2 separate regions of the Danio rerio genome follow, and region 2 is linked to region 1. The links are chromatin contacts, called in public Hi-C maps. All regions are on one chromosome and are shown on one strand. Each heading gives the region's core, a stretch centred on a gene start, on an enhancer-like site or on the middle of the called end of the contact. The rest is flanking DNA. Distances are from core to core; before and after follow the strand shown.

Region 1 (5,387 bases), core at 2,122-4,621:
TTAAATCGTATTTGTCTTACCTTGTATTTTTTACCTTGTAATGCTAGTTTTTCTGTACTGTATATTAACTTGCAAAACAAAATCAGGGAAGATTATTGAGCAAGATTCTCCCCACAAGCATTAAAGGGACAGTTCATCTAAAACTGAAAATTCTGTCATCATTTATTCACTCTCCAATTGTCACAAACCTGTTTAAGTTTCTTTCTTCTCAATAACACAAGTTACTTATATTAAAAATATTGGAAACCCACAACTTTTGACTACCATGGTGTTTGTTTTTCCTACAATGGATAAATTTTATTAAAATATCCTCTTTTTTTGATCTTTTATTTCAATGGCTTGGAATCCCTTGAGTGCAGGTAAAATGAAAATAAATGTTTGCTCATCTTTTTAGTGGAACTGTGGCTTTAACAAGACTTTGTTAAATGTTGTTGTCATTGTAAATCAGATGTGTGATTTCTTAGCCAAAACTCTTTCAGCTGACTCACCCGAGCCCCTGAGTCCAAGAAGGCGATGCTGGTCTGGGCTGACAACAATTGTGGACGGGGCCATCGTGTACTTGAAATACTTCCAGAAGTCAAAAAGTGCATTGAGACTGAACAGGGAAGCCAGGGCAAGTTCTGTCCAACAAAACCACAGTGAGGAGAAAAGCTGTATACTACTGTAGGTCACTTACAGTAGGAGATTTACTTACCGATATACCAGATGGGCCAGTAAGTTATGTTGTAGTATCTGCTTAGAAGCTTTCCGGACCTAAAAGACAAGGTGACTTGGTTACTTGAATTTAAGAAATAATACATTTTAAATAGTTTAAATAATTTACAACTAGGCATGGGACAGTATTGATTTACCGCGGTTTGAAAAAGTCACATCTTTTATACCATTCCCGTTGGATTTTTTTTAGTGCAGCAGTATCTCCAGCAGCAAAGGACAATCCAAATAAAAATGCTACAAACAATTATAAACGCTTCTTAAACATGTATGCATCTTGAATAGAATTGTATTTATCTATTTACGCCAGAAATTTTACTGTGCATAATTGTTTGGATGACCATGTTGTTGTTGTTTTTTATTTTATTTTAATAATAAATAAATAAATAAATAAATAAAATAAATAAAATAAATAAAAATAAAATAAATAAAGTAAATAAAATAAAATAATTTTATTAAAATAAAAAAATATATTTTAATAATTTAAAAAAAAATATTTACCATGTTTTATTCATTCATTCATTCATTTTCTTGTCGGCTTAGTCTCTTTATTAATCCGGGGTCGCCACAGCGGAATGAACCGCCAACTTATCCAGCACGTTTTTACGCAGCGGATGCCCTTCCAGCCGCAACCCATCTCTGGGAAACATCCACACACACACTCACACACTACGGACAATTTAGCATACCCAATTCACCTGTACCACATGTCTATGGACTGTAGGGGAAACCGGAGCACCCGGAGGAAAGCAACACGAATGCAGGGAGAACATGCAAACTCCACACAGAAACGCCAACAGAGCCGAGGCTCGACCCAGCGACCTTGCTGAGAGGCGACAGCACTACCAACTGCGCCACTGCATCGCCTACCATGTTATAATTCATTCATTTATTTTATTAGTGTTGCTGTATTTTGTTTAGAGCATATGCATGTACATGTCATCAATTATTTATCATTCAGTTTTTCCTGTATCTGTAACTGTATTTGTGAATCCTGCCTAGTTGGAGAAAATAAAATAGTTGGGAAGTTAGGAAAAAATTGTTTCTTAAAATAAAATATACTATGTTTAATGGGGGAAAAGTGTTTTTTATTTTATAGAGAGAATATACACAAGTACAAAAAAAACGTTTAAAAGTAAAAAAAAAAAAAGATCCTCCAATTTTTACTTGAATATACAAAATATTTTATTTTATAGTTTAAAAAAAAGTTGCTATTTTTTACCCAGACATTTAAAAAGAATATTTGTTTTTCGAGCAGTAATCACAATACTGTTGTACCGTGAAACCATGATATTTTTACCTAAGATTATCATTCCCTCAGAATCTTATACCGGCCCCATGCCTAATAGGAACTCACATCTCAGTGTAGATCATCCCAGCCAGAGACATATTGAGCACAGCCCAAGCCAGAACGACCTGCCGTGCCTGCTCCTCCTTCCTCAGCTTTATGGTCCTCTCAATGAGGGAGGTCATGCCTTCTTTTGAGGGGGTCATTTCTGCAGTTGATCTTCTGACTATCACACTAGATTGAAAGAAAAATTTATTTAAACAGACAGACACTATCGCTTTATCGTCTATAGCGAATAAAACTTAAAAGTACAATATAAACAACACCAGCACCTATATAGGTTAATGGATTTAAACTGAGGTAAAGCTGGTTTTATATACTTACACATTCGTTTATTTTTGAACATTGACAACACTTTGAACAACGGATACTGTTTACTATAATACATTGAATATTTGGTCTGAAATTGCATGTAATTATGACTTCAAAACAACATAAGCACTATTTAATTGACAGTAAATACTGTTGTACTTTGATAGTCATTTGGCTGCTAATGTGATTTGTCTATTTAGAATCTGCAATACTAATTTCTGATATTACTCTATTAAGTAGAGAGTCTGAATGTGCGAATATAAATACAACTTTACCCTAATATGGATATATTACAGCATCAGAACTATATTAATACAAATAAAAGGTTTTGCATCTAATGGGATATCAAGTTATAAAATATTTTAAAATAAAATAAATATTGTAAATATAATATATTATGAGGGTTATAATCCATTTTAACCAGTATTATTCATCAGCAGTTATGAGCTCGACTGTAACTTAAAGAATGTTGGTCTAGAAAACGTTAGCAATTCGCTGCTAATATGAGTTCAATACTTAGAATTATGAAAGAAAATACTTTTCTGATTTTATATTATAAAGGAGAAAGTCTGAATGTGTGAATATAAATCCAATTTACCCTAATATGGATATATTACAGCACCAGAACGACTAAAATGCGATCCTACATTTTGTGTCTAATATTAAATCAAGTTTTGGAATATTATATAGTAAATATGATAAATTATGAGCATGATAATCCATTTTAACCAGCAATCATGTGCAGTTATGAGCTTTACGTACAATGTGCACTTGTGAAATACTTCACTGGTAAGTTAAACTCTGCACTGCGACAGCTGGAGAACTCGAGCGACAGTAAATAAAATACGAAATAATATATAAATTTCGATGTAAACAACTCGTGAATGATGCACAGATATGATTCAAATGTGTTTTGATACATACTTCCTCTGCACCAGTCCTCCATGAACGCGGTAAAGTGTGAAGAAGGAAGCCGGAGACGCAAACGAACAGCAACAGAGTGAAGACAGACGCAAATAAATTACGACAAAAGACGTTTTCTTCCAAAATAAAAGTCCTTTTATATCAGGCAGCGTGCTAAAGTTACTTCATATATATACTTTATATATATACATATTACTTTAGGATATATTTACAGCAGCATTTTAAATGGGCGGAAGATTAAAAACCACATACTGTAAAAACACAGATAAAACAAAAGAGGTAAGAACAATCAGGGTATTACTTTATTAGAACAGTTGTGCATTACATAAACTATTTTAGTTCAGCTCGACGTTTCCTAGATATAAAAGTAAATTTTCACATATTTTTCAATCGTTTTAATGATTTTGATTACGAAGATTGGATTTAATTATTTTATTTATTTATATAATCAATGTGCGACGGTCAAATTTTTCTATAAAATGAATTGTTGTTCTAAATAATAATAATAATAATATGATAACTATATTAAAAAATCTTGATGTTACAAACTTCCTGCAAGCCCATTTAAAAGCAGCAGAGGTCAGCAAAGTACTGCAACGAATGCCTACATACTTAGAATAATAGATGACAATATAAAAAGGTTTTCTAATAGCTAATCACTCATAAATTCTAATAATAACTAATTGCAGAATATATATATATATATATATATATATATATATATATATATATATATATATATATATATATATATATATATATATATATATATATATATATATATATATATATATATATTTGATTTTGATTAACTTGCTTATGTACTAAAATATATATATATATATATATATATATATATATATATATATATATATATATATATATATATATATATTTATATATACTAAAAATCTATCAAATTAAGGCAGAAGGCAAAACAACAAAGTCAAAGTATATGCATATAGTAGAGAAAGAGAGAGAGATCAATCATAGATAGATAGATAGATAGATAGATAGATAGATAGATAGATAGATAGATAGATAGATAGATAGATAGATAGATAGATAGATAGATAGATAGATAGATAGATAGATAGATAGATAGATAGATAGATAGATAGATAGATAGATAGATGGATAGATAGATATGGGATGTGTGTGTGAATGAATAAGTTACTGTAAATAAATTAATATACAAGTTAGTAATGAAGTAATGAACGGACACATTTTGTCTTCTTTTTTTGTCTTCTTTCAGGTCTCGGAGAAACAGAAATGATGCATTATGTAAGCCAGAGTCCTTACTGGACGTTGTCCTTCATCTACTTTGATATGTGATGAGCCGCTGCTCACAGCCTGGAGCAGGAAAACCCATCGGCCGCTACACAGGACTGATGCATTAAAGGGATGGGTTCACCCAAAAATAAACATTTACTGACTAATTACTCTCCCTCAGGTGCTCCCAGTTCTGAAGAAGATATTTTGAGAAATGCTGAAAACATTTAAGATGAAAAACTAATATGGAAGTCAATGGTCACAGGTTTTCAGCATTTTTCTAAATATCTTCTATTGTGTTCAACAGAAGACAAAAAAGAGTAACTGATTTGGAACAAATAAACAGTGTGTAAAAATGGCAGAATTGTCAGTTTTGTGTGAACTATCCCCTTTAATTCAGTATTTTGTCGCAGGAAAAACTGATTGACTTCCATAAGAGGTTAAACAAATACAACGAAGATCAATGGTTACAGGTTTTCAGCTTTTTTATAAAAATCTTATGTTCAACAGAAAAAGAAAAAAGGCAAGTAAATGGTGAGTAAAATATAACAATCTTGTCAGTTTTGTGTGAACTATCCCCTTTTATACAGTATGGCAGGAAACCCATCAGAAACTCTGTATGCACATGGCCACCAATACAGGACTGAACCAATAAAGGGGTAGTTCACCCAAAAATGATCATTTACTGACCAATTACACTGCCAAATCTGAATCAGTTTCTTTCTTATGTTTTTGATAAGTGCTGAAAACCTGTAACCACAAACTTTCATGAGAGCAAAAACAAATAATATAAAAGTCAATGGTTACAGGTTTTCAGCAT
Region 2 (5,387 bases), core at 1,205-3,704, 63 kb before region 1:
TTAATAACATCTATTTAAGTTATTTTTGCTTTTACAAAACTACAACAAGAAAGAGAGAGAGAGAGAGAGAGAGAGAGAGAGTGAGTCATTGAATCATTGTAAATATACTGATTATTATTGTTTTTATTACCGTTAAAACATTACCGTTTATTATCCTAAAACGTGGCCGAATCGATCTCTACCTTGCTCTGTTAAACATCATTTGGGAAATATATATAAGTTAAAAAAATAATTCGCAGGACAGCAAATAATTTTGACTTCTACTAATATAGTGTCCTGTGAGAGTCCCGCAGGAATGTAGATTTTACTTCCCCTCCTAAAATCTGCTCTGCTTCATCAGTTTAATCCTCTTTAAAATCCTGCCACACAGGAAAGACATTGCTCACATGCTGACACTCTACACGAGACCCCTGACGTAAAGTAAAACAGCAGCATGTATGTATGTATTATGGCGTACCTGAGCTGTAACTGTCTGTTGAAGATTGTGAGATGGAGCGGGACAAAGACCTGCGGCCGATCTTGGTGGGACGTTTGTTGAACTCTTGCTTCTGGTCTGCAAACTGAATCTGTGTGGAAAAAAGAAAGTATCGGGTGAGACTCCTTGAAGTGGCTAAATTCCTTCCTTCATTTATTTTCCTTCAGCTTAGTCTCTGATTTATCAGAGGTCATGAACCGACAACAACTCCAGCATATGTTTTACACAATGGATGCCCTTGGAGCTGCAACCCAGTACTGGGAAAGTACTCAGTTAGCACTGTCGCTCCAGAGCAAGAAGGTCACTGGTTTGAGTCTAAGCAGGGCAAGTAGGCATTTCTGTGAGGAGTTTGTATGTTCTCCCCATGTTGGCGTGGGTTTCCTCTGGGTTTTCCGGTTTCCCCCACAGTCCAAAGGTATGCGCTACAGGTAAATTGAATAAACTCAATTGTCCATATGTTAATGTCCTAAATTGTGTATGAGTGTGTGTGAATGCGAGAGTGTATGAGTGTTTCCCAGTACTGGGTTGCAACCGAAAGACCATCTGCTGTGTAAAACAGATGCTGGAATAGTTGGCGGTTCATTCAGCTGAGTTGACCCCTGATAAATAAAGGACTAAAGACTGATTTATACTTCTGTATCGAGTGTTCGGTGTGACCCACGGCACCTGCCTTGCAGGTAGCGGTGCATTTATACACCTGCATGCTGTTTGCGTTGCAAATGTTCCCCTGTTTCCTGTTTCTTTGCTGGTGTTTTGTTTTTTCTGAATGCTACCTCAAATGTACAAGTAGCTAAAACTCGCTCATTCAGAAGCGGGAACTGGCGAACGTGCAACAACATTAATCATAAGGTAAATACAAAACAACAGTTTCCATGTTGAGCTACTATACAGGATTCGACACTTGTAAACACTCCCTCCAATGGGTTTGCACGACTCTCTGCCCCGCCCACACTGGTCACAGCTACGAAGCAGACTAATCACAGAGCTAGCGATACGCAACGTTGCGACGTGCAGTTACATTTGAGAGGTGTGTGTCAGCGTCAGCCATGCTGAGGGCTATGCGACCACACCCGAGCATACACATATACGCTTAAGGCAGAAGTATATTTCAGCCTTAAGCCAAAAGAAAATGAATGAATGATACTAATCACAATATTGTTAGTTACATATTTTTGCAATGATTTCTAATTAAAACATGAATATTTTGCACAATTTGGAATGCTAATTTCACTGCTTAATGACATTTAGCATTAAAATAATAAATAAAAAAAGATTGTTGTCTTTTTTCTTATTTTGAGATCTGTTTAAATTAATTATTAGATAGCAAAATATCAAGAAGCTTCAATCACAACAAATGTGATTTTAAGCTCTAAAATAAAAACCTTTTCATTTGAAAATATGAGCAAAACGAAAAATAAAAACAATGATTAACATTTTACCAAAACCGATACCTAATAAATCCGGAGAAACTTTTCTTCTGTCTTTACACAGGCACACACACACACACACACACACCCACACACACACACACACACACGAAATAAAAACTGGCAATATATTTTAACAAGTTGTATTTTAAACCCCAAATGATCTTTGAACTGTTTTCCTGTACTGCTCCAAGATAATGCTAAACAGTGTGCCTATGACCACAGGAAGTGTTAAATGAGTATGCAAACAATGACAAATCCCAACACAACGCTGCGATTCAAACATTAAGCTGAATTAGCCTTTACTCAGAAAGTGAGAAGGAAATCCTAATCTTTAACAAAACCTGACCGGCCAGAGAGGCACTTCCTGTTTCATCCCAGTTATGCGGGTTTAGTGTAATATTTCATTACCATAACCTCAACAGCAACAGCATAAGCGTACTTTAAAACCCCTAAGCTTCTCTCAATGAAAGTCTGAAGAGCACCCACCATAGATTGTGTCGGTAAAATGCGCTACTATTAATGTCGCGGCAGCTGTTGCCTAGAGAGAAGAGTGCGCTGTGTGAAGCGTGAGAGGATTACGCCGCGGTGCAGTCATCCCCTGCTGACGTTATTATCTAAGTCAACAGCAAGCCTCAAATCCCCCCGCTCCATCAAGAGATTTTTTTAAAAGCATGACTATTACATAACCCTGTGCCATATCAGTGTGCAAATCAAGCATGCAGTGAGAGATCGCAGTGATTAATCTTTACGTTAAAGCAATAAGAGGTGCTGTTTTCAGGATGGATGGATGGCTTTTGGACCATGAGTAAAACGCACAGTTACACAGACGAGTGTGCGGCGGCCTAATTTACAGACCTTAACTCACACAGACATATCATTGTGTCTGAAAGCCCTTTAAAGGAGGACTTATGCAAAAATCACTTATTATAAGGTTGTGTGGTAACATTGTGTGAATATATCCAGGCTCTAATAGTAAAGAGTTATTAATTCTGCTTTTTTTATAATCACACTTGATAAAAACAGGCAGCAGAAACACTTTGATTTACATTCTGCCTTTGTTCACGTCATCAGAGGGCGAAAGCCCCACCCATTAGGGACGATCTCATCCTCATTAACATAAACAGCCCTGAATGAGATGCAGCCGACCGCCATTAGAGCTTTCAGCTGCTGAAGATAACGTCAGCGACTGAGAGGATTAAAAATGTGGAGATTTAGGATGCACAAATGAACAGATTTCTATCTCTCTTTCTCGCTCACGTGTTACATGCCAGCACTTATTTGGTTATTTTGTTGCTTATTTTTATATCTCATCATGTGTTTCTGTCTGTCACCCAGTCCCCTTCTGTACTTGCTCTGCCTACTCCCGTCTCTGATTGGCTGTTTCACTTGTTCTTCCTGCAACCAATTCCATCTCTCCTGCTACCTGAGTGGTTACCACTCTGCCCAAGTCCCAGCCAATCCCTGCATGCCACCTGGCTTTTAAGGGTGCATTCACATCTGTAGTTCGCTTCATTTGGTCCGACCCAATGGCAATAAATGATACATTGTAGCATTTTCTGTTGTCTTTGGGTCGTTTTCACACAACACTGCTGGCTTTGGTCTGAATTAAACGAAAAGAACCAAAATGCACTCATCTGACAAAACCCACATCATTCATTGGCCAGACGTTGTTGAACATAGTTCCTAAACTGCTTATCGATTGGTCAGAATTCATGTGTGGAAAAATGCCAATGGAACTCCCGCAAGTAAACAAACCGGCAAACACAAGTAGTCAGTGGTTCATATATACATTATATTCATAAAGACTGTCATTTGCTTGGTCTCTAAATGAATCATCAGTTTTGAATGAATCACTTGAATGTTTGATTCATTGAATGATTAATCCATGATAGCACCTTGCTGCCATCAACTATTGGTTTAAATGTCAACTTTATTTATCGATGACACACAAATCAAAGCATTGTTTAGTATCATTATGAGAAAATAAATTCTAAAACAATATTCAAATTTGAGCATTTTAAAATGAGCCGAATCACACACAGACGTTATTTGAAATAAAATATTTCCCATTATAGATTGATACAACTTGGACCGCTTTCTAGCCACAATCAAGCTGTGCCACAGTTTGATGTCAGACCAATTATTTTCTCTATCCATTTCTAAAGAAACCAAGCCATGAAAAAGAAAATGACATGTTTTAAAATAAATGCCCTGAATTTGCATTTGCCCAAAGCTGAAAGATCAAGTCCAACAAGAGTCAACGATGCTGGGAAGAGATTGCATCGGACCCCCTCTTGCTCTGCTCGGCAGAAGCCACACGCTGTGCACACAGATGGCTTTGGACTATTTTCATTCCAGAAGGGTAAGCTTACATCCCGAAGACCACCCTGTTGCTTTCTCCCCTCTTACCTTCCTAACTGAAGGCTCGGAGATCTCTCCATCCTTCTTTTTCTTCAGCATGACAGAGCAGCCAACAAAAGAAACAACGCTAAAAGGAAAAACCGGTGTAGAGGACTTGTATACTACCGTTATGCGCCACCGGTCTGAACTGATCCATTGGCTTGCGCCGCACAATGCTAGACTGTTCCCTTTGTGCATCACTTTTAATTGTTAATTGTTTCAAGGCTGGAAGAATTCTGGCTTGAAAAAAAAAATGTGTGTCTGTGTGTTTGTGAAGGCTTTTGGGGTGGGGTTTCAGAAGGTGATTACTTTGTCTAATGCTCAAGATAACGACACATGCCAAGGACACATACTGCCACCAAATACAATTACAATACACTCTTTGTGCTTTTCCTCGGAAGACAAGGGACAGAACGGATGTCAATTACTCTGGTATGTTCTTCAGTTCTTTCAACCTTACCTTTGGAGCTAACGTCAGTCTCAAAAGCTGTGCTTCCATCCAAAGATGAGAGTTACTGTGCGTTCACACCGAAAGCAGCAAGAGCATCAAAGGAACTGGAAATCATTCATTTTCGATGTAAGCAGCATGTCTTTGCCAGTGTGGGCATTGAGGAGACTTGAAATCAAGTCAACTTTATGGTAATGTCCTATGAGGTGGTTTGATGACAAGTAATCGTAATGTTGAAGTCCACCGCTTTAGAGGATGCCAGAGAACACAGTCCTATGAACTTTGGTTCTGACCACAGTTGTTCTCAAGGGTTTGCTTATTCCAGTCACCGTATTTCCAAAACTCTACTTACAGCTAAACAGATGTGTTTTATCCTACACTTTCGCCAACTGGTGAAGTTTGTCCCGCGTCGCTGTCGCCACTGACTTGCATGGTTCGGGACCTGTAGAGCTGCGCATCCATGGATTTGCTCTTCAGTGTTTGGACTCTCAGCAGTGAATATTAAACCACACTCAACAGAACTTAAACTCTGAAAACTGAACTGACACGGTTTCAAATCCATGTAGTCTATGTGAAGCTGCTTTGACACAATCTACATTGTAAAAGTGCTAAAGAAATAAAGGTGAATTCAATT

Evidence for each region. A called contact is a pair of places that touch in the nucleus more often than the background predicts.
Region 2: a Hi-C map of embryo shows a contact between it and region 1, with 2.0 times the contacts expected there. The contact joins the enhancer-like site here to the promoter of tmem209 in region 1. A contact is called at or near these places in 2 of 18 Hi-C or Micro-C datasets (embryo and skeletal muscle).

What each region holds. Positions count from the first base shown.
Region 1 is chr4:5,694,907-5,700,293 of GRCz12tu, reverse strand. tmem209 (transmembrane protein 209) reads right to left here and starts at 3,371. Exons shown (of 15, transcript NM_001270973.1): 1 at 3,296-3,371; 2 at 2,069-2,233; 3 at 695-753; 4 at 489-620. The coding sequence starts at 2,205.
Region 2 is chr4:5,756,493-5,761,879 of GRCz12tu, reverse strand. ahcyl2b (adenosylhomocysteinase like 2b) reads right to left here. Exons shown (of 17, transcript NM_201340.1): 2 at 458-566. Among named protein-coding and RNA genes, the nearest start is that of strip2, 32 kb to the left of the region's middle. Within about 2 kb of position 2,454, at least 6 of the 62 cell types and tissues checked have an H3K27ac peak or open chromatin away from gene starts, as enhancers often do.